Regions from separate parts of the Mus musculus genome. Here all the other regions are linked to region 2. Evidence: chromatin contacts called from public ChIA-PET, HiCAR-type, HiChIP or PLAC-seq and promoter capture Hi-C data. All regions are on one chromosome and are shown on one strand. Each heading gives the region's core, a stretch centred on a gene start, on an enhancer-like site or on the middle of the called end of the contact. The rest is flanking DNA. Distances are from core to core; before and after follow the strand shown. Region 1 holds the start of Shmt1 (serine hydroxymethyltransferase 1 (soluble)). Region 2 holds the start of Prpsap2 (phosphoribosyl pyrophosphate synthetase-associated protein 2). Region 3 holds the start of Smcr8 (Smith-Magenis syndrome chromosome region, candidate 8 homolog (human)). Region 4 holds the start of Pigl (phosphatidylinositol glycan anchor biosynthesis, class L). Region 5 holds the start of Usp22 (ubiquitin specific peptidase 22). Region 6 holds the start of Cenpv (centromere protein V). Region 7 holds the start of Natd1 (N-acetyltransferase domain containing 1).

Region 1 (2,991 bases), core at 174-2,673, 950 kb after region 2:
TGAGCCATCTCTCCAGCCCTGTGGGGTTTTGTTTTTATTTTTATTATTTAAATCTATTTTTTTTTAAATTAGGGGCTGGAGAGATGGCTCAGTGGGTAAGAGCACTGCTGCTCTTGCAGAGGGCCAAGGTTCTGTTCTCTGAACCCTTGTGGTGGTTCACAGCCAACTATAACTCCAGTTCTAGGGGATTTAACACCCTTTTGCCTGCCTCTGCCTTCTGAGGGCTGGGACTAAAGGCTGCACTACTACCTCCTGACTCTAAAATGATTTTTTAAATCTTATCATTTTAAATTAATTTTGTTACTAAACAATGTATTTTTATATTTTTATGCACACATGGCAATAATATATATTTAAAAATTTATTTTATTTATATATGCAAGTGTTTGTCTGCATGTATGTGTGTACCACATGCATGCATTGGCCACAGAGGTCAGAAGTGTGCATCAGAGCCCCTGGAACTGAAGGTATAAATGGTTGTGAGCCACCCATGTGGGTACTGGGAATTGAACTCAGGACCTCGGCAAAAGCAACAAATGCTCTTAACCACTGATCCATCTCTCTAGCCCCATGGCAATATGATTTGCTTCATTCGTTTTTACTAGCGTGTGTAACACAAACAACGCAAACTCTTGTTTAGGCTAAGCAGGCTCTCTAACACCGAGCCACACAGCCAGCCTCATTTTAATATTTGAGACAGCCAGCTAGCCTGAATCTTGGTATTTAGTCAGGTTGCCCTCTGTCTCAAGATCCCTCTGCCAAAGCCTGTAGAGTTCTGGTCATGCCAGCTGGGTTTTTGTTTGTCTTGTTTGTTTTTTTGTTTACTTATTTATTTGAGATAGGGATTACTGTGGGCTGACACCAGGACCCGCGGTGGTGGCGCACGCCTTTAATCCAGCACTTGGGAGGCAGAGGCAGGTGGATTTCTGAGTTCGAGGCCAGCCTGGTCTACAGAGCGAGTTCCAGGACAGCCAGGGCTAGACAGAAAAACCCTGTCTCAAAAAACCAAAAAAAAAAAAAAAAAAAAAGATCTATTTATGTCAGGCATGGTAGCACATACTTTTAATCCTAGAACTCTGGAGGCAGATCCCCTGGACACTTGTGCATTAGTTACTGGAAACTGAACCCGAACCAGGCTCGATCCCCAATCCTATCCAGGTCTTCTGGATCACAAAACACTCCTACAATCAGCAATACTGCCCAAAAGTCCCAGGTCCCAAGGTAAGGAACCGCCCAGTCCCCTCCTCCTTCCCACCCCCTCCAGTTCAGAGCTCTTTTTTTTTTTTTTTTTTTCCGTCAGGCTTTGCCCTGCTCTGAGCGCGGGCGAATCGCGCGTGGGCAGCTGGGGGCGGGCTCTACCTGGATGCTCCCACTGATTGGGCCGCTGTAGGGGCGGGGCGGGACCAGGCTGCGCTGGGGAGAGTTTAGTGGAGCTCCGGCCTCTGCGCGCCAAGTTTGGGTTTCCCCCGGACGTGGTGTGTCACGTGGTGGGGAGGCTGGTTCCCGGAGCACGTGCTGGGCTGTTAGGACAGCCCGCTGCGGGGTTCCGGCTGGAGGTGTTGCTGTGGTCACTTTCCGCGCGCTCTCCAGGAATTCGGCGATCCACTTGCCTCTGCCTCCCTAGTGCTGGGATTAAAGGCGTGCGCCACCACAACGCGTTTAGTCCCTTTCATAAAGACCGGAGGAACAGACGTTTACGGCCAGCTCCCGAAACCAAGTGAACTGGAGGCCACCCTGCACCAAGGGTTGGAACCTTTTCACAAAATCCACGCTCCTAATACAAGGTATGTAATTTCTAATCTTTGCGATTGTTTCTTTTTGTTTTGTTTGAGGTGTGAGTGTCACACATGCTGTCCTCGAACTTGATGTGTAGCCAAGGATGACCTTGAACTTCTAATGGTTCTGCCTCCACCTCACCAGTAAGAGCTATCGCTCTCGGTTCATGTGGTGCTGGGATGGAACCCCTTGGTTTATACATGTTAACGAAGCTTCCGAGGTTTGTCTGTAATCACTGCTTTTGATTTACTAGTACAACCCTGATTATCTGCAGTGCGTTACTCTATCTAGGGGACAGGTTGGCTTGTAGCGTTCTTAGCCCAGTGCCTCTATTTCAAGGTCTGGAAGTTAGGTGACCTTTGGTTAGCTGAAGCAAGCACAAATGTGTTTAATTGAGCCAGGCAGTTGCTGGACCAGAAACACCAGTTTAGGCTCCGTACAGAATACATTTAAAATTTCTTCCTTGAGGGGAAATTGAATGGAGGTGAGTAATTGTGTTACCCAGGATTCTGGGAAGCACCAAAAGTAAACAGGAGTTCACATTCTGCCTCTGTTATATGACCTTAGTTAAAGCCACTCCAAGGCCTTTGAGAGCCTCCTCTCTTTATAAAGCAGGGCACAGAGAGACTCGCACTGTTCCTGTCCCCATTACAGCCTAACACGTGGGTATGGACTTTGGCAGACCTATAGACAGTAATAAGGAAATGCTGTATGTTTTCCCCAAAGTTAGCTCAAAAACGACAGTTCAGCAGCCAGGGCTCTGCAGAGAGACCCTGTCTTGGAAAACAAAATAATCAAAAGTCTATAGTGTGAAGATCTTCTTCCTAAGTAAGCCCTAAGTAAGCCAGGAGTGGTGGTGGCACACGCAGGAAGATCTCTGTGAATTCAAGGCCAGCCTGGTCTACATAGAAAAACCCTCTCTAAAAACATAAAACTAATGCCCTGGCCTGGGTATTGTGGTGTATGGCCTTTAATCCCACCCAGCAGACAAAGAGGTAGAAGTAGGCAGAGTTCAGTGCCAGCATGGTCTACATAGTGATTCCAGGATAGTTCTATATGGAGACCTTGTTGTTGTTGTTGAAAACTATTAAATACCTGACTGAGGCTAGGCCTGGGAAAGCAGCTTGGTTGGTAGAAAGCTTGCCTGGAATGCAGGGAGCTGGGTTCAGTCCAGCATCCCATGAAACTAAATGTGCTGAGGCGTGCCTATAAGCT
Region 2 (3,057 bases), core at 204-2,703:
ACATCCCAATCTCCCCCACAGTACTGAAATTGTCATCAGTCAGCCAGACACAGCTTCTTTTCAGTTTTCGTGCATACTTCCCATGAATTCTAGCTACCCACAAGCCCTCCTATGAATTCTAACCATCCTCAGCCTTCTGATAATTAATTCTAGCCACCTGTGCATCCTCCCATAAATGTCTGCTTGTCTCACTTGTGAACTGGAAGTGCAGTGGATGAGAGCCTTTAAGTATACACATGGAGCAAGGCACTGCAGGTGGTGCCTATCTATTGCTTTGTCACTGGCATCTGAGTACCCACAGCAATTAAATAGAGATAAGTCTTACCCCATTTCTGAAAGTTACTGTTAATATATATTAATATAAAATATAGATAATAATAAATAATGCCTTGATACCTGGCATGCACTATATGTTTGTTATGTTATAAATAGGGATCACTGGGGGCTGGTGAGATGGCTCAGTGGGTAAGAGCACCCGACTGCTCTTCCAAAGGTCCAGAGTTCAAATCCCAGCAACCACATGGTGGCTCATAACCATCTGTAATGAGATCTGACTCCCTCTTCTGGAGTGTCTGAAGACAGCTACAGTGTATTTACTGTATAATAAATAAATAAATATTTAAAAAAAAAAGAAAGAGAGGAAGGGCCAAGTAGCCCCTTAAAAAATAGGGATCACCATATTTCAAGGTATAAAGAATTCAGCAATGATATATCAACAGCAACCAATTTGCTAGGAATGATGGCCACCCTTTTAATCCTAACACTCAGGAGGCAGAGACAGATGGATCTCTGTGAGTTCCAGGTCACCCAGAGCTACAATTTTTTAAAAAACTAACTTTTAGAATGTTTAATTATTTGTATATGTTTATGTTTATATGAGTGCAGGTGGCTGAGGAGGCCAGAGACATCAGGGAGACTTGGAGCTAGAATTACAGGCAGTTGTGAACTGCCTGACATTGGTTCTGGGAACCAAACTCAGCTTCTCTGGAAAAGCAGTATATACTCTTAACCACTGAAAAGAAGGAAGGGACAACAAAGCGAATAATTATGAATGATAACTGCTCATCGACTGTATGCTAAGAACCATGCCAAGAGGTTCGCAGATTTCTCACTCACTCCTCCCAACCCCAGGAGATGGGGGTACTGCTGTCATCTCTTTTTCAGAAGAACTCAGGTCAAAGAGGTGACTTGCTCAGTCTTGCAGGACAGTAAAGACTTGAACCCAGTCAGAACCTATGAATTTTAACCACACTTCCAACCACGCCCACTCTAATTCTCCCCCACTTTCCTCGAGTCTGACCACGCCCACACAACATCCTCCCGCCCACTCTGGCGGCCACGCCCACAGCATCAAATGCATTGCCTTCTACCCCACTTTCTGCCCCGCCCCTCTTCCTCCAGACCACGCCCCTCGACGGCCTCGCCCACTCTAGTCAGTTGCCCTCAGGCCCCGCCCCTGGCCTCGCAGTCTCGAAAGACTTTCTCGCGCTTAGAGTCGCCATTTTGCTGTAAGACGCCGTGCGGAGCTCTGTGCTCTCTTCCTTCGGCAGCCGAGGCTGCGGCGGGCCGGGCTGGGGTCGGGACCAGGTAGGCGGGCGGGAGCCTCGGCGGGCGGACGGCGGGCCCCGCGAGCTCGCGCGGTGCCGGGCGGGAGCCATGGCCCTTGTTGCTCCGGGGCGAGCCCGGGGCCCCGTGTTCGGCTCCACCAGCCTTAGTGGATGATTGGGCTCCAATCAGACGTAGGAGGAGCGGCATAAGATACTCTGCAGAAAAATCTCTTCCTCAATCTGTTACATTATTGATAAGGATTTATTTTTCTTATATCGATATTGGCAGAGTTTGGGTGTTTAGCTTTTGTGAGGGATACGAAAATACTGAACCGAGCTTTGAGGCCTGAGGAAGTGTGAGTTCTAATGTTTTATGTTTTTTTTTTTTCTTTTTTTTTTTTTTTCTTGCGGTTCTGGAGTCGAATGCAAGGTGAAGCAATGCAAGCGGCCTGCCATTGACCCATCTCATGCCCTAGTGCTTAACAATTTAAATGCACAAATAAAAATAAAATAGGTGCGTGCCCCTAAGCCCCACTATAGGAAACCTTTCTTGTCTTTTAACTGCTGTAGTTTGTATCATTATTATCCAATTTTTGCAGAGATATGCACATTATATTCATTAGCTACTCTGTGGTTTAACATAGAACCAGTGTTTCTGTTCTTAAATAATCTTGCAGTTTGTGGGGCTTGATGGCACACCCCTTAATCTCAGAGACTGGTGAAAGGATCTTGAGGGCTCATGGTCCACAGAGCGAGTTCCTGGCAAACAGGGCTACAAAGTTGTTGGGGGTTTTTTGTTTGTTTGTTTGTTTGTTTGTTTTGTTTTGTTTTTAAATTGTACTTTCTATCATTGACAATATAGCTCTATACTTGGGATAAGCTCCAAGAATTGACAACACCAAAACATAGTTCTGTGCTCTTTCTTTGGCATTTAGTATGTATCTTTTTTTCTGATAAGGTATGTTTGCAATAGACATTTCAAAATCTGGGTATTTGATTCTATTGCCTGTAGTTCATCAGGTTGCCAAGTCATGCTCTGTATGACTGAGAGTCGCAACCTATTGTTGTATGCAGGGAACTGTATTGCATATCAGACTGCTACCCCACTCTGTCCTTCAGGGGCCACTGTTATGAGGAAGAGGTTACCTCGTATGACTTCGTTAAAGTCTGGGAAGTAATGTCAAACCTGTTTTCCTATTAAAACTGCTTCCCCAGGTGTGGGGGCTGGAGAACTGGCTGGTTAAGAATACTAGTTGTTCAAGACTGAGTCAGTTCCAGCACCCACCCACGTGACAGCCTACAACCACCTCTAATGCTAGACCCACCCAATCTGACACCCTCTGCTGGTCTCCAAGAGTACCAGGCACACGCGGTGTGCAGAGAAAACACCCATACACATTAAATGAATAAAAGTTACTTCTCCAAATTTAAAATAGTTTTAGATTTATTTCCTGCTTCTCCCAAGTTGTCACAAAAACAAAACAAAAAATCAAAACTCTCAGAACAGCAT
Region 3 (3,084 bases), core at 418-2,917, 980 kb after region 2:
TACATTCTCTTGCTTTTCCATCCTGTCATCCACCTCTACAAAATCTTCAAAGAGGAAATTCGTTATGGGCTGTTGTTTTCGAAGCACTCTGTCAATCTGACTGGTCAGGAGGTAGCACAGGTCTCCTCTGAACATGTGTTCAATGTGGCTAAGCTGGGCCAGGGTCTGAGTGAAATACTCAGTGTCACAGAGTTCCTCCAAGGTCTTCAACTTCTTGTCAAAACACTTGGTGGACTTTGCTTTGATGAGTTTGGGGGTGTAAGCCGGTCTGCAGGTATAAAGGTCTGCATTAGCGGACTCCTCAGGATTAGAGGTAGTGGATACCTGGTCAGCCTGATCCTGGGTATGCTCTGTATCACCAGGCTGCAAGTCAGGGATCTTCGTCTTCTGACGAGGGTATGAGCGGATCTGCCTCAGCAAATCTTGATGTTCGATGATGGACTTCTCCACATTGGCCAGTTCATTGGCTTTCTCAATCGCCTGAGAAGAATAAAAACCCTTGTCGTTGGCTTTCTTCTGGATCTCGGTTTCTGTGTGTAGCACTGTCCTTGTGTAATCCAAGTCTTTCAGCTTTTTTTCAAGTTCCCCAGCGAATGCCTTCCTGTTGCCCATCTTCAAGCACTCAGATGCTTTGGAAAATTCGGCCGAGAGCTCTTGGAACTGCTGCATGATTTTATGCTGGTCTGCGGAGATATAAGCCATACAAAAGGGCCTCACAAAGCCCCTGGCCTCCAGGTCGTACAAGGTGAGGTGGTGCACATATGCAAAGGCCCCTTCCTTAGAGTCTCCCAGTACCACTTTAGAGTCTTCCACAAAGTTCAACTTGGGGTAGGCAGAACCGGGAGGATGGCCTACGAATGAAGCCTGGTAATCCACCGACATAATCCGCAAAGAGAAGTAATTAAGATCAAAAGTGCCAAAAACTTTGGTGTCATTGGGGATGGTAAGCAAGGGCTGGGGTCCCACCTGCTCAGAGAACTCGGAAATGAGGATGAAGTCCCTGGAGAACTTGGCCCCAGACAGTTTAGACCAGGGGTTTGCCCCCTGGCTGGCATAAGGAAAGAGAGGGACTGAGTACTCCTCAGGCAAAGCGGGCTCATTGTAAGGTTCTTCCTCGTATTCATCTTCCTTGGTGAAGGCCACCACATCAGGGGCGCTGATCATATTTCCTGAAATATGGCAAGCACATTGAGAGGAAATGGAAAATAATGTAGGGTTGGTCGGAGGGAGAGTCAGGCCTCTGGATGCGAAAACGAAGTTCTTGCGGCCTTCTTTGCACTTCCGGGGATCCTAAACTGCCCTGTCACACAACGAAGAACTCGAATTGCCGCAGACTCTCAAGGTTTGGGACCTGTGATGCCCTGGGCAAGCCTCATGAACTCCAAAGCTGCAGGTCCAGATGACGGAGGCTGGCCATTCTCCAGCGTTTGCCCGGGCCGGCGCAAGGTTCCTGAAGCTAGGTCACCAGCACTCCCCGGAACCTACCGGCGACATCAACAGTCCCAGCTCTGATCGTGTCATTAATCCTCGCCACGGGCTACCGCAGAATCAGTCAAATGAGTCTCCCCACGACCTAAGGGCAGAAACTGTCGCCGCTCCTAGGACCGTACTGTCCCAGGGAAGCTACCGCGGCACCGCCATCTTGGTATCACATGACTCCCCAGCATCAGCGTCGCGTGACCCGGAAACGCCCACACAGACTTCCAAGTTAGTGGCGCCTTTTAAGAGGCCCTGCCAATCAGATCTTCCAGAGGACAAGTCCCGTTAACTACCCATTGTCATAAAGAAAAGGAAAGTAGAATACAGTGGGGTGGAAGGGAGGAGGAGAAACGGTGTTGGAGGAACGTGCACAGGGCATGAGGCATTCTGGGAGTTGTAGTTCAAGGCTGCTTAGTGGCGCAGTGGGCGGAAGTTGTCTGTGAGCGCGAGTTTAAGCGAGACTCGGACGTGTGGGTTTCTGATCGAGGCGGCAGTTGCCTGGAAAAACTGCATTTATTAAGGTGGCTCTCACAGTTCCTCGTGGCTTTTCCTCTGGGTTCTCCAGCATGCACGGGCACCCGTGGAGTTGCTGCTGGAGCAGGACCTAGGGAATGATCTTCCCGGTCACCCTCTTAGCGTTTCAGTGGCACCGACGGCCTGGAGGCCGTGCCCTGTCCCGCGCTGCCATGGAAGTGGCCTTCCGAGGAGTGCGAAAAGTTCTCTGCGTGGCGGAGAAAAACGACGCTGCCAAGGGGATCGCCGACTTGCTGTCCAACGGGCGTATGAGGCGGGTAAGAAGCACTTGGGTTCTGCTTCCCTGAGGAACGCCCACAAAGTCCGACAGCGCGTTGGGTACCGGGAGCCCGGGCGAAAGCGACTCCGCCTATTTTGCGAGAGGCCCCTCCCGGCCGCCCTCACTTCTCGGTTTCTCCCTAGCCTTCAGGCTTTTTGTAAATGTAAAACCTTTTCACGCTTTTGATAGACCTTTGCTCGCCGGATCTGTCTGCTCGGCTCACATACCAGTGGAGCATTGCTCTCCCTTCTTTGGGTCTGGAGTGTGAGAACACGTGTATTTTAAAACTCTTCCTTGGTCAATCACAAGTTCAGTAGTATTGGAAAGCGGTAACCAACTCCTTTATCTTGGCGTTCAAGCCTTACTTATGGAATCCTGTCCCTGCCTTCTGCAGACCCTGTGACTAGGGTGGTGGCACCCTAGGGGTAACACTTAGGTTTAGGAACTAGAGAAGTCAATTACTACTCCTATAGACTGATTCTAAGATACACGAAAGATAGGATTGTCTCCTGACAAAACGGAGGTGAGAAGGGTAAAACCCCAAGGACTGTTGCGTTATCATTCAGCTGGAGGCCCTTCCTAGGAGCTGTTCCCTTTTCTTTGCAAACAGTTGGATCTCCAGACCTCTGCCTCCAGTTTTAAAATACCCGGAAGGGGGAGCCAAGGTTAGGTGGGCGCTGGCCCCTAACTACTTCACCTCTTAAAAATGTCTTTGAGTAATAATTTTTTCTTTTCTGTTTTGGAGACAGGGGTCTCACGATGTAGCCCTGGCTGTCCTGGAACTTGCTAAGTAGATCAGGCTGGCCTTGAAC
Region 4 (3,007 bases), core at 460-2,959, 700 kb before region 2:
TCCAACACCCTCTTTTAGTCTTTGTGCACACCATGCATTCATGTGCTACACATACATGCATACAAGCAAAGCACTAATACATAAAATGTAAATTAAAAAAAGAAAAGAAAAGAAGGTACTCTTTCCTTGTTTGGAGCCTCTCCACTCTCAGGAGTTTTTTTTTTTTTTTTCTTTAATAAATCTACATTAATTCTGTTTAAAAACCAGAAATAATTCTCCCAAATTCAGCCAATTTTATAAATCAATCCTGATGATTTCTGTTTAAGATCAGTTATTAAAAAAAGAAAGCCGGGCGTGGTGGCGAACACCTTTAATCTCAGCACTCAGGAGGCAGAGGCAGGCGGATTTCTGTGTTCGAGGCCAGCCTGGTCTACAAAGCCAGTTCCAGGACAGCCAGGGCTATACACAGAGAGAAACCCTGTCTCGAAAAACCAAACCAAACCAAACCAAACCAAACCAAACCAACCAAACACCCGAAGAAGCTGGGCAGTGGTGGCGCATGCCTTTAATCCCAGCACTTGTGAGGCAGAGGCAGGGAGATTTCTGAGTTCTCGGCCAGCCTGGTCTACAGAGTGAGTTCTAGGACAGCCAGGGCTATACAGAGAAACCCTGTTTAGAAAAACAAAAAAACAAAACAACAACAACAAAAACACCCCTGGCCCCCCAAAAGAGAACAACACAACAACCACATGGGAAAAAAGGTCCTGAGCAATTTTGAAAATCAGCTTTATTGAGGTATACTTTGCTATAAAATTCACCCACTGTATGTATACACTTCACATTGTCCAGTCATCACCATATTTAGGGTATCCTGGTTTTCTCGTTTGTTTTTGTCTGTATCATTATTCAAGTCTCATTTTTGAAGAATTCTTTTAATAATAGCTGGGTACAGATGAACTCTAAAATTATCTATAAATGTATTTCTATTTGTCTGAAGTTAAACAAAAAATCTCCCAATTTGACACATGAATCTTTGTAGCAGAAAATGGGTTTCAAAGCAGCAGGAAGGTCTTTTGCTATTATTAGGAAAGAAAGTTGGTGGGCTGAGCAGACACCATACAGCTCAAATTGTCTGGTGCATGATTTTATTTGATCCTTTTGCAAATAGACGGTTCCTCAGGATAACAGGTCAGGCACAGCGGCTCACGCCTGGGATGCTAGATTACAGTGAGACTGTCTTTATAAAAAACCCAAAACATCCAGTACAGTCGCAGTTCCCAAAGGAACATGAAGGTACTGAACGGAACCAATGATGAACAACCACTTTTCTGCTCCTCGATTTGGCTAGGATGGAATTCGCTCGGGGTTCCCTAACCTATCTGGGAAGTCGGCTGTTTCTGTCCCCAGACTGACCAGCACAGAGAAAGTAGCTACCTACGACAGAAAACCTTTCCGGAAGAAGTTAACTAAGATCGGTTAGTTCCCTAACCCAGCGACCCTCCTACAGTCTCCTACCTGAGGAGAAGCAGAGCAGGGACACCTGCTGCTCCAGGCGTGCCAAGCCTAGCATGGTGGGAGCAAAGAACATGGCTTCATCGTCCGGGTGCGCGATCACTACAAGGGCCCGGCTTCCGGCTCCCGGCAGGCCCGCCTGCTCCGGAGACCTCATTCGTTCCGCTGAGTTCCAAACCCGGAGGAAGCCCCAAGTCAGGACAGCCACGGCCACACACAAGAAACCCACCAATTCCATGCCGGGTAAGTGGCACTGCGCCTGCGCAGGAAGGCAGGCTGCGGGTGGACTCGGGTTCCCTGCGGGAAAACGGAACCGGCTGAAACTGCGTTCCGTGGGTCAGAGTGCGGCGGCGGCTGGAGACCAAGATTCGTGGTCTAGCGTGGAAACTTCCACCCATACTGCCCCGTCTCCTCGGTGGCGGAATCCTCTATCTGCTCCAGTTTCAGAGCTCAGCCGCACTTTGCGGTCTTAAGTGTCTTTCTTACCGTTCAGTGTGCTTAAAAGGAAGGAAGCATTTTTAGAGTTATTTTGAGATCGCGTCTCTCTCTGCGTGTTCCCCTAAACTCACTATATGCAGACCATGCGAGTTTGCAATGATTCCCATTCCTTTGCCTCCTGAGCTGGGATTTCAGGCGTGTCAGCACGCCGGCCAAAAGGGAAGCATTCTAAAACAAACGTCAGCATTCTCCTTTCAACTCGTTTTATGACTTCAAACTTTGTATAAAACAGCCCGTTATCCGGAATAAAAGTTTTTCCGAAGCGGGTCACCGTTTGTTCTTTCTCAGATGGCGGCTTTGCAAGAGGAAAAAGTAAGCGGCTAAGAGGAAATGTCATTTCACTCGAAGGGTGAGGTCGGCAGGCCCCTTAAGTTTTCTTAAGAGGCAGAGATTAAGGAGCCACGCCGTGGAGGAGGCCTCGCCCGCCATGCCGAGGAACACTCGGTGTGAAATTAACGTGCGTCCCAGCCACGTGGGCTGAGGTTTCTCTTTGGCGGCGAGGGGACGGGGTAGCCGCTTTGGCGGCGCGCAGGGGTCGCAAGGCTAACCTCGCGCCGGGCTCCCGGTCCTTTCCCACGCCTGAGGGGAAGGCCCCGGGCGCGCGGGAGTGGCAGGCTCGCGGGGACGCTCCAGGCCGAGGACGCGATGGCTGCCACGGCGGCGGCGGGTCGGGCCGGAGGCAGCGCTGCCGGGGCGGGCATGAGTGCGAGGGACAACTTGAAAAGAACCGGCGCGGCGTCCGCGACCCAGGAAGCGAGGCCGAGGTAAGAGCCGCACTCCGTTCTCCCGGGGAGGGAGTCGTCTCCCCAACCCTCCGGAAGGAGGAGGAGCCCAAGTCTGAGCCGCCTCAGCGCGGCCGCCCGGCCTGAGGGGGAGGGAGTGGGGTTGAGGCAAGATGGCGGCTAAGGTGGCGAAGCTGCGGCGGCGGCGGCTGGAGTGAGCGCCCAGCTCGCCGCGCTGCCGAGCGAGGGCCGGGCGGAGGGCCGCGCGCCGGGGCCGCGCCCCGGTCGTCCGGCCGTGGGGCGCGCCGGCTCTCACTCCGCCAGCTCCCGGTGAG
Region 5 (3,124 bases), core at 356-2,855, 590 kb after region 2:
AGGTTTTGTGTGTGTGTGTGAGTGAGTATGTTCCCTCACAATATGCCCTGAGTGACTCATTCACACACAGAAGTCCTTTAGTAAGCCAAAACCCTCATGCTCAAGTCCTAACTATAAAATGATGTAATATTTGCCTCTAACCTATATGGTCTGTATGCATCTTACCAGCTTCCCCACCCCACCCCTTCCTCTTTTTACTATGAGTCTCACTATTTGCTCTGGCTGACCACAAACTCCGGGCTCAAATGATCCTCCTGCCTCAACCTGAGTAGCTCCCAAAATATTCATATACACAGACACACCAACCCCCACCCACCCCCTTCTCTATGCTGTAACTCCTCTCTGGGTGATACTCAAATGCCAACTAAGATAGCATGCTAAGCCATATCTAAGCCTGAATACGACCATCACTGCTCTAAGACCAAGCTGGTACTCATTGGACAAGCCACAACTGCAATTGCTCCTCGGAACCATGACATCAAAATGCCTGTCGGCAATTTTTCTCGGCTGTCTTGTCTGCTAGCTGCTGTTACTGCAGTACACCGATGAACTCTCTACTTCTTCTGCCTTTTCTGTCTTGGAGAATTATTTCACTGCTCCACATCATGGGTACCTGTCTGCCTGAGTTTGACACCTAGCTGTTATCCTGTTTAAGGTATAACAGGAGAGAGGTGTCTATTTACTCGGTATATACAATTTGTAGGGCAGAAGATCAATATTTTCTCTTCTGAGTTGGTTTGCTGCACATCTGTGTAACCCTCAGATAGGAGAGCTAAATGCATCATAGCTCTATACTGTTCCTACTTAATAATAGAGTGTAATGTGGCTAGTACAAATTGAATTGCTATACCAAACCTGTATAACACGATATTTCAAAGCCAATGTAAAAATTTGACTTGATATTCTGTCTTTATTTGACTGCTTGTTAAAATTAATTTTATCTTTCTTGGTGCAAAATATTGTACAAAATGTAGCCACTAAAAAAATTCGTATACCAGTTGGCATTCTAGTTCAATAGGATAACGCTGAATAATATCCTAGGGAAGGGAAGATCTGTATTCTTGCCACGCCCAATCTCCAGCTGTGGCATTGCGGTACCCAACACAGTCGCCAAGATGGCAGTCTCTGCAGAAACGCCCACACTAGGAACTCCAAGGACCAACAAACAGAACCTAGAAACCCTCCTTTCAGAGAACTCGCAGACGCAGGCCCTACCCTGCCCCACCCCTCCGTCGCCCCGCCTCTTTGCGGCAGAGCTCAGGCCGGTGCAAACCGGTTCAGTGGCCTGACTGACACTCAGTTTTACCCAATCCTCAGCACGCCCCGCCTTCCAAGGAGAGACTCGAAACGTCAAATCGCTGGCGTCTCCGGAGGCGGTTCGAAAGCCTATAATAGGCGCAGACCGTGTCTTAGACCGGCAAACCACCAATGGTGTGACGCGAGGGCGGGACCCTGTTGACCCAACCCGAGGCCTTCGGCTTTTCTCTGGAGCCAGCGGGCGAGAGGAGGGCTGATAGGCGGGGTCTAGAGCAGCGGAGCCTGCGCACTAAGGCCGCCGGCCTGGGTGACGTTATCCTTTCCCGCGGACAGCTCCGCCCTGTCCCGCCCAGCCTCGCCCCGCCCTCCTCGAAGTCAGAGGGTGCTGCGCGTGCGGTGGGTGCTGCTGTAGCCTGCCTGAGTTCTCAACGCGGTCTTTGTCCCCCAGCTTTGTTCTCGCCGCCCTGGCGTCGTCCTCGCCCCCGTCGCCGCCTGCCCCGCGCGCCCGGGCCTTGCCCGCCATGGTGGCCAGGCCGGAGCCTGAGGTCGAGGCCATGGACGCTGAGCTGGCGGTACCGCCGCCTGGCTGCTCGCACCTGGGCAGCTTCAAGGTGGACAACTGGAAGCAAAACCTGCGGGCCATCTACCAGTGCTTCGTGTGGAGCGGAACTGCCGAGGCTCGCAAGCGCAAGGTGAGCCCAAGGCTTGCGCCGCTCTGCGGGCTGGGAAGCGGGGAGTGTAGGTGGGAGAGGGAGAGGGGAAGCCTGGTAGTCGTGGGGAGGGAGCCTGGCCTTGCGGGGAGGGCGTGAGGGGAAGCCTTGCCGTGAGGGGGTGGGGCCGAGGAATGGGCAAGGCGAAGCCTCGCGGTGCAGGGAAGGGGCTAGAGGAAGCATCCCGGTGCAGGAAGGGGGACTAAGGAGAACCTCGCAACGTGGGGAGGGGGCTAGAGGAAGCGTCGTGGTGCAGGGAGGGGGCTAGAGGAAGCATCACGGTGCTGGGAGGGGTCCAGGGACCACCTAGTGGACGCTGTTGGGAGTGTGGCGGTGGAACCCACGATGGGAGGGGGAGGGGTATCTGAGTAGGAGGAGGAAGATCTGTCTGGACATTCCATTGAGGAGTATTTGTCTGTAAAGGTAGTGGTGGGGGCCTGGGGTCTGCAGGGTAGTTCCGTGGATAACAGCTCGTTCCCGGGGCTGAGACCCTTCGCGGACACCTGAGGCTGGCAGGGCCTCCGCGCACTCGAGTTGAGAAGCGAGATTTTTAGGACGTAGGAGGTGATTGACAACCGCAGCCTTCGAGAGTGGCTATTTTGTTGTTTTGGGTCCTGTAAATCTCAGCAACTATGATGATTTTATTAGTGATTTGGAGATGGGAAAACATTATTTTCTAATTTAAAAAAAACTTCATAATTACAATTTGATTTTGAAGGTGAAAAGTGGAATAGAAAATTTTGATTGTTTCTATCTTGAGTAGCATTTTATAACGGGAGAACTGACAAATCTGCTGGGTGTTTCATGTTAAGCATCAAACTCTCCCTCTTTAGTTTCTCGAGGCAGGACTTCTCTCTATAGCCCTTGGCGTTCTTTTCTTTTTTCTTTTTTCTTTTCTTTTTGGTTTTTCGAGACAGGGTTTCTCTGTGTAGCCCTGGCTGGCTTCGAACTCAGAAATCCGCCTACCTCTGCCTCCCGAGTGCTGGGATTAAAGGCGTGCGCCACCACGCCCGGCTGCCTTTGGCAGTTCTTAAACTCGATTTGTAGATAGCTGGCCTCTAACTCACACAGATCCACAGGCCTCTGCTTCCAGAACGATGGGATTAAAGGTGAATGCAAACCACACCCCCCCCCACTCCCACCCCGGCCTAAATTCC
Region 6 (3,292 bases), core at 390-2,889, 780 kb before region 2:
CTGATGACCCTTGTTTGTGTTGCATTAACAAAAGCCAATCCGCATAGATCATATTGACATCAATAAATTATATATGTACATATATGTATATATGTGTGTATATATAATATCAATTATTTCCAAAATGTTGAACAGTATTAGATTTAACAATGTACATGCTATTTTTGAAATGACATTCAAAGATAGGCTAAAGTAGTGTGGTAGATCACACCTGTGATTCTAGCACTTGGGAGGTTGAGGCTGGAGAATAGGTACAGGTTTGAAGCCAGCCTTAGCTACTTAGTGAGTCTAGGACTAGACTAGGCTAAAGAATGAAGCCCTGACTCAAACAAGCCCGGCAGCCAAGTAAAGGTGCCTGTCACCAGACAGCTTGTTTGGTGCAAGAAGAGAACTCATGGTGTAGACTGTCTTCTGCTCCCCATGCACCCGCATACTTCGCTCTCCTCCTGAATAAAGATTTTTAAAACTGTAATGTGTATCAGGAGGTGGAGGCAGGCAGATCACAGTGAGCTAAGATAAACCTGAGCCTTATTCGTGAGTTCCAGGCCAGCCAGGGCTACACGGTTAGACCTTGTCTCTAAATACACAAAACAGGCGAAAGTAAGTCACAGTGAGAAAAAGCCAAAACAAAACAGTGGTCACTTCTGCTTGCTTTTTGGAGATAGTCTAGATGTGGCTAGGATATGCCACATCTGAATTGGTGCATGCAAATCTGTACATTTAAGATACGGGCACAAAGGAAACACCAAAACAAATTATGCATCTAGGAAGTTTCAATTATTGAGAACTTTGTGTTAAAACTTAATGAGGATTTATGAATTAATCAAGCTGTATTTGGGAAAACCCATATTTTCATCATTAAAGATAATAAATGGACTCTATATTGTAATAAAATCAACAAAAACAGAACTAAGTTGAAAAATGAAAAATGCACCAAAAACGAGTAAAAGAAAACGTTTCTTTAAAAGTGTGAGAACAACTGAAAGGGTTTGGAGACTATCTGGGATACCGCAGTGGATGGTTCTTGGGATTTTTGTCTTTAAACGTCAATACGGTATTCTGCAAAAGCTTATGAATGGAATGTAATCCTGGATCCATTTACTTAAAATTGAAAACAAAATCTAGGGCTGGGAATGTGGCTCAGTGCAAGAGTGCTTTCTCAAAGCTGTGGGTCCTATTCTCAGTTCTGCAAAACCACCAAAAAACCTGTTGACCATTGATCAAACTGACTCCAGCTGTCATTTATGCTTCCAGTAGCAGATATCCGACAATTTACATACTACGTTAGCTCACATTAGGTACATGATGGCCTCTGCCAAGTTGGTAGTGTTACCACCTTGGAAACCACGAAGTCACCCAAGCGTGCCAGCTCTGATGTGGCCGTGAATTTATGAACTGAGGCCTGACCCAGGTCCCCAGTTAGAAATGTGTGGTTGGAGTCAGTGGAGGCTGGAAGCTCCTTCGCTGATCAAACGGGCACCGCTACCTGCAAGCGCAGGTGCAGGCGCGGTCTCGTTAGACCCTCAGCGCTCGGCCGGCCCCACGGCCAGGGTCTCTTAGTTGGGTCCCTAGCTCGCGTGTTCCGGAGCGCCGCGCACCACCCCCGGGGCCTTCAGGTTGTCGGAGGCGGGGACGCGCATCGGCCGGCGGGAGCGCGCAGAGCCGAGAGGCCTGCGAGCCCGGCTGAGGGAGACATGCGGCGGACTCGCAGTGCCGTGGCCACCGGCCCGCGGGAGCAGCGGCGCTCGGGGGCCACCGGGGGCTTGAGCGGCGGCGAAAGCCGCGCGCAGCGCTCCCGGAGCAGGACTAGGGCCGGGGCCGGGGGCGGGGGCGGGGCGGTCGGTCCGCAGCCGTCGGCAAAGCCGCGGCCCAAGCCACCGCCGCGGGCCCAGGAGGCGGCCGCCGAGGAGCCACCGCCGGCGGTCACCCCCGCCGCCTCGGTGTCGGCGCTCGACCTGGGGGAGCAGCGGGAGCGCTGGGAGACGTTCCAGAAGCGGCAACGGCTCAGCTTCGAGGGCGCCGCCAAGCTGCTGCTGGACACCTTGTGAGTGTGTCGGGGGCGGCGGGCCGGCACACGCGAGGTGCGCACGGGCGGCGGGACCCGAGGGCTGAGTGCTGAGCCGTTGGCGGGCTGCTCCGGACGGTGTCGGGCTGAGTGCGCGGAAGGGCCCCTCAGGGTGAAAAAACAGACATCCCCCGGCTTGCCAGCTACCAAGACCGTTTTACCCGTTTTTGCACGTGCTTTCGGGGAGTGGGCGGGAGGAAAGGTCGAAGTGGAGAATTTAGTGACCCGAGGAGCGAAGGCCGGTTGTTCTAATCAGTTCCCCGGAGGGAGGGTGCAGGGTGCGGTTATTGATCTCGGAGGGAAAGGCGCGCAAAGCGTTGTCCAGGACGGGCGCTTGCAGGGGGAATGGGGAGTTAAGGTGTTATGTTCTCATCCCCGGTCCGGGCTGGCAGCTCCCCCAGTCTGTGCTTCTGAAGTGCTTCCAGCTTCTTTGGTGGCCTAAGGAGCAGATCTGAGGTCCGTTATTGGGGAAAAGAGCTGATGACTACTCTGGCCAGATGCCTGCTCTTTGGCAAATGTAATGTGAACCCCTTCCTCCTTTACCCATTGTGCTCCGAGAAAAACCCAGTACCCTTGTCTTATAGCCCTCACTCGCAGATGAATTAAAAAGAACAATAAAAGACAAAGAAAACTAACGTTAACCCAACAATTGTTTAACAACCTGAACTACTTTTCATAACAACAAGATGCTCTTTTGTCTTTGTCCCAGAATTAGTTCTCTTGGTTTTGGTGGATCCTCTAAGAACTGGAGTATTTAGTTAGCTTTCTATCTGTTTCGTTTATTCAATTTTATCCCCTTGGGCTATAAATTGAATGCTTTAAAACATTAAAACAAAAATCAGTTAAAACTTAAAAAAAATGAAATATAACACGGAGTACCTGTTGTGTACTAGCTACTGGGAGATCTAAATGATACTATATAAAACTCAGTAGAGCTGGGCACAGTAGCACATGCCGACAATCCTAGCATTCAGGAGGCCGAGGCGGAGGAGTACAGTGATTTCAAGTGCAGCCTGGGCTACAGAGATAGATCCTTTCTCCGAAGAGAAAGAGAAAGAGAGAAAGGAAAACAGAAGCAAGCCAGCGAGAAGGAGGTCCACGTGTGTAAGCCCAGCACTTGGAAGGTGGAGGCAGGAAGATCTACAAGTTCAAGGTCATCCTTGACCACATAGTTAATTTGAGGCCAGCTTGAGCTGCACTGACACCCTGTCTCAAAAGGAAACAAAA
Region 7 (2,990 bases), core at 141-2,640, 850 kb after region 2:
TTCTCTCAGTAGTATGTCTGACCCCCCAACCAAGCAATAAAAATGATTGGAAGAAGGCAAATAAAAGATTGGGGGGGGGGGTTACAGAGGAAAGTGTTCATTAAATGGGGACTAAATGGCCTGGCAGCCTGGGCAAAGGTTCAAGAGTCAGTCACTGCCACTAATGACAAAATGCCCACTGCAACTTACAGAACTCTCTGTGGCAATGTGAGGTCGTACACTTGGAAAAGGATCTTGCAGTTTTTCACAAAACAAAATATCCACTGGCTATAAAACTCGGCAGTATATTCCTGAGAGCTACCCTAAGGGAATGCTGGCCAGACGACATCCACAGCCTGTTACTCATAGCAGCTCCAAACCAAAACAACACAACAACCCATTAACACGTGATGGAAAACTGGTACCTGCTTCCTGGGAAATCTCTGACACACTGGTGAACATGATAGCAGCAACAACACAGCTGATGACAGGTGGAAGCGAAGAAACCAGATACGAAAAGGTAAATACTGTGTAGTTCTTAAGAAATAGGATGTTCTTAGGAAAAGCTGTTTAGTCAATAGCGCTAAAAGTCAGGGAGCATAGCTACTTCAAAAGGAAGAAATCAATTGGAAGGGAGCCCACGGAGATCTCCATTTAGCTGTAAAATGCTTCCTTGTTGGTCTGTCCCCCGCCTCTCCCCCACCCCCAGCCCCCGCCACGCACACAGACACACATTTTGTACAGGTTTGAAGTTACAGCCTTCAAGCATTCCACTGAGGTACTCAAACTTTAATGTCTGTGTGGTGGTCTCATAGATGTGGACATCAAATTTGCACGGTAATTAACAGAATATGATTCTGTGAACATCCATGGTCGGCAAGCTTTCCTAATACTGTACTTCTAGAGAAACACTGGCTCCTGGGTAGCTAGCTCCCTAGGGACCTCATATTTCTGGCTTTCTTTGGGAGGGGTGGCTTTTCACCCAGTCCCAAACATGCCTAGGGGTAATCTCTCAATATCAGCTACAGCTGCCCGAGTGGGTGGGCTGCATAGCTCCAGCCCGCACGATTCCAGCAGAGAGTAGGTTTGCCTGTCAACACCTTGCATTTGACGTTATCTATTGCCTCAGGCTTGCAGTGAGGCTAATGCCTAATATTAAATGGCTGTCGCGGGGAGGATCTAAATTACCCCATAGGTCATTGCGTGTTTTGCATATGGGTCCGTGTGGGTCCTAAAAGTCATTCTGGGGCATTCGGGAGGACAATCGGCGCCCTGGATGGACCAGCACATCATTGTTGAAGCCGCGAGCGAAACGGGCAGCGCGGTCTCTTTAAGAGACGCCAGGAATGTATCCAAACAGACAGTGCGCGCAGCGCACGTGACTCACAGCTGATTTCCGGCCCCGCCCCCTTCTCCGGCCCGCGCCGCCGAAGAGTCAGTTCGCTGCGGCCCGCGGTCCCCAGTGTCGGCGCGCGCGATGGCGCACGCTACCCCGCCGAGCGCACTGGAGCAGGGCGGCCCCATCCGCGTGGAGCACGACCGCCAACGCCGCCAGTTCTCCGTGCGCCTCAACGGTACCGAGCTGCCTTTGTTTGCGCGCGCGCGGGCGGGACGGGGCGGGACCTGCGGGCGGACGGACAGATGGATCCCGGGGCGGGAGGGCTCCCGAACCCCCCGACTGGCACCGCCGGAGCGCGTCTGCCCGGGCAGCCCGCACCTGCTAGCGCAGCCGGCCTCCGACATCGCGGACGGAGGGCTGCCACCCTGGGTCCCAGAGAGCAGGTCACTGGTGGCCTGCCACCCCCACCCCCCGGGTGTTCGGTTGCTTCCTGCCGCCGTGGAGGAGCCTGCAGGGGCCTGGGGCATAACCTAGGGAATATGTGGCCTGGAGGAGGAGGCGGGTAGGTGATTCTGAGACTTTGGCCAGTTTGTCTAGTCAATGTGTGCATCGGTCTCCCGGAATCTGCAATGGGGATAGCTGGAGTGCAAACCGCTTTGGATGAGATGCTGTGGCAGTAAAAGTTCAGAATGACACATTTGGTGCACAGCAAGTGCTGATAAACATAGATAAATGGCTACTTTTCAACAGATAGAGAAGTCAAAGCCTCATCTGTAGCGTTTGTACCAGCAGACCGACACTCCTCCCATTGATTCTAGGGCTGGAAAAGATTGTGGAATATGGGACCTTGAGCTCTCTGTAGCCCACTCCTCCCAGCTGGGCCCTCTGGGGAGACCCGACTTAGCCACTGCCCATATTATTTTGATTGGAAGGATGCACCACTTGAGTGTGGTCGGCCAGTAGGTAGGTTGTAAGCAGTCAAGCATACGCAGCCTATCCTGACTTCCTGAGCCAACCTTCTGTGACCTGCACTTGGAGGCCAGGTCTCCCGTTTGTGCCACCTAACCACCGTGGGGGCAGCTATCACTTCCTGTGTTGTGACATACCGCCCCACTTACAGATGAGTAAACTGAGGCTGGGAGTGCAGGAAATGGGACCTGCCCAGCTTTAACAAGACCAGAGGCATATTCAAATCAGGGCCCAGCTGCCCCTTGCCCTATTCTTTCCGTAGAGAAACAAGTCCTGCTGTCATGCTGATGGTAGCTCAGCTGACTGTGACACTTGGCCCTGATCCCTTGAGAGGCCTTATCTGAGGGTTTGTTTGTTTTTTGTTTCTTTTTTCTTCAGATCCTCTTTTCTGAAGTTTTCTTAGTTCCAGTGAGGCTTTTAGTTCCTGGGGACTGTGGAGGCACATCAGATCCATAAAGAGAAAGGCAGAAGCCTTAGGCTTCTCTCTCTTTCTTTCTTTCTTTCTTTCTTTCTTTCTTTCTTTCTTTCTTTCTTTCTTTCTTTCTTTCTTTCTTTCTCTCTCTCTTTCTTTTCCAAATGGGTCCAGTCAAAAGGACAGTACTCTTGAGAGCTGGCTATGAACAAATGATATCCTTAAACTTAACCGTTCTGCAATCTGCTGCCCCGTTGACAGAGAGACAGAATTGCTAGAGGCGGGCAACCT

What was found. Promoter capture Hi-C pulls out the DNA fragments that hold promoters and counts their contacts. ChIA-PET counts read pairs in DNA pulled down with a chosen protein or histone mark. HiCAR-type assays count read pairs that join an accessible place to other places. HiChIP or PLAC-seq counts read pairs in DNA pulled down with a chosen protein or histone mark.
Region 1: a HiCAR-type map of astrocytes shows a contact between it and region 2, with 4 times the contacts expected there. The contact joins the promoter of Shmt1 here to the promoter of Prpsap2 in region 2. A contact is called at or near these places in 3 of 39 promoter capture datasets (cranial neural crest, liver and second pharyngeal arch cranial neural crest) and 1 of 115 datasets of contacts at active chromatin or transcription factors (astrocytes).
Region 3: a contact with region 2 is called in an H3K4me3 HiChIP or PLAC-seq map of embryonic forebrain, with 5 times the contacts expected there. The contact joins the promoter of Smcr8 here to the promoter of Prpsap2 in region 2. A contact is called at or near these places in 4 of 39 promoter capture datasets (the HPC-7 cell line, cranial neural crest, maxillary cranial neural crest and 1 more) and 2 of 115 datasets of contacts at active chromatin or transcription factors (astrocytes and embryonic forebrain).
Region 4: a HiCAR-type map of astrocytes shows a contact between it and region 2, with 2.8 times the contacts expected there. The contact joins the promoter of Pigl here to the promoter of Prpsap2 in region 2. A contact is called at or near these places in 3 of 39 promoter capture datasets (hippocampal neurons, liver and pre-B cells), 2 of 115 datasets of contacts at active chromatin or transcription factors (astrocytes and extraembryonic endoderm stem cells) and 1 of 9 other capture datasets (pancreatic islet).
Region 5: an RNA polymerase II ChIA-PET map of memory CD8 T cells shows a contact between it and region 2, with 17 read pairs. The contact joins the promoter of Usp22 here to the promoter of Prpsap2 in region 2. A contact is called at or near these places in 3 of 39 promoter capture datasets (embryonic stem cells, liver and stem cell-derived epiblast-like cells), 1 of 484 Hi-C or Micro-C datasets (CD4 T cells), 5 of 115 datasets of contacts at active chromatin or transcription factors (astrocytes, embryonic forebrain, embryonic stem cells and 2 more) and 2 of 9 other capture datasets (liver and pancreatic islet).
Region 6: a promoter capture Hi-C map of liver shows a contact between it and region 2. The contact joins the promoter of Cenpv here to the promoter of Prpsap2 in region 2. A contact is called at or near these places in 2 of 39 promoter capture datasets (liver and pre-B cells) and 1 of 115 datasets of contacts at active chromatin or transcription factors (astrocytes).
Region 7: a contact with region 2 is called in a promoter capture Hi-C map of pre-B cells, with 4 times the contacts expected there. The contact joins the promoter of Natd1 here to the promoter of Prpsap2 in region 2. A contact is called at or near these places in 5 of 39 promoter capture datasets (cranial neural crest, hippocampal neurons, liver and 2 more), 1 of 484 Hi-C or Micro-C datasets (CD8 T cells), 2 of 115 datasets of contacts at active chromatin or transcription factors (embryonic midbrain and embryonic stem cells) and 2 of 9 other capture datasets (adipose tissue and pancreatic islet).

The regions. Positions count from the first base shown.
Region 1 is chr11:60,809,697-60,812,687 of GRCm38.p6, reverse strand. Shmt1 (serine hydroxymethyltransferase 1 (soluble)) reads left to right here and starts at 1,423. Exons shown (of 12, transcript NM_009171.2): 1 at 1,423-1,784.
Region 2 is chr11:61,760,484-61,763,540 of GRCm38.p6, reverse strand. It overlaps Prpsap2 (phosphoribosyl pyrophosphate synthetase-associated protein 2), which reads left to right and starts at 1,453. Exons shown (of 12, transcript NM_144806.2): 1 at 1,453-1,587.
Region 3 is chr11:60,776,108-60,779,191 of GRCm38.p6, reverse strand. Smcr8 (Smith-Magenis syndrome chromosome region, candidate 8 homolog (human)) reads right to left here and starts at 1,667. Exons shown (of 2, transcript NM_001085440.1): 1 at 1-1,667. The coding sequence starts at 1,164. Top3a (topoisomerase (DNA) III alpha) reads left to right here and starts at 1,827. Exons shown (of 19, transcript NM_009410.3): 1 at 1,827-2,270. The coding sequence starts at 2,091.
Region 4 is chr11:62,457,143-62,460,149 of GRCm38.p6, reverse strand. It overlaps Pigl (phosphatidylinositol glycan anchor biosynthesis, class L), which reads right to left and starts at 1,709. Exons shown (of 7, transcript NM_001039536.4): 1 at 1,456-1,709. The coding sequence starts at 1,690. It also overlaps a transcript of Ncor1 not described here.
Region 5 is chr11:61,173,540-61,176,663 of GRCm38.p6, reverse strand. It overlaps Usp22 (ubiquitin specific peptidase 22), which reads left to right and starts at 1,605. Exons shown (of 13, transcript NM_001004143.4): 1 at 1,605-1,949. The coding sequence starts at 1,779.
Region 6 is chr11:62,537,608-62,540,899 of GRCm38.p6, reverse strand. It overlaps Cenpv (centromere protein V), which reads left to right and starts at 1,639. Exons shown (of 5, transcript NM_028448.1): 1 at 1,639-2,044. The coding sequence starts at 1,695.
Region 7 is chr11:60,912,192-60,915,181 of GRCm38.p6, reverse strand. Natd1 (N-acetyltransferase domain containing 1) reads left to right here and starts at 1,390. Exons shown (of 3, transcript NM_025294.5): 1 at 1,390-1,553. The coding sequence starts at 1,457.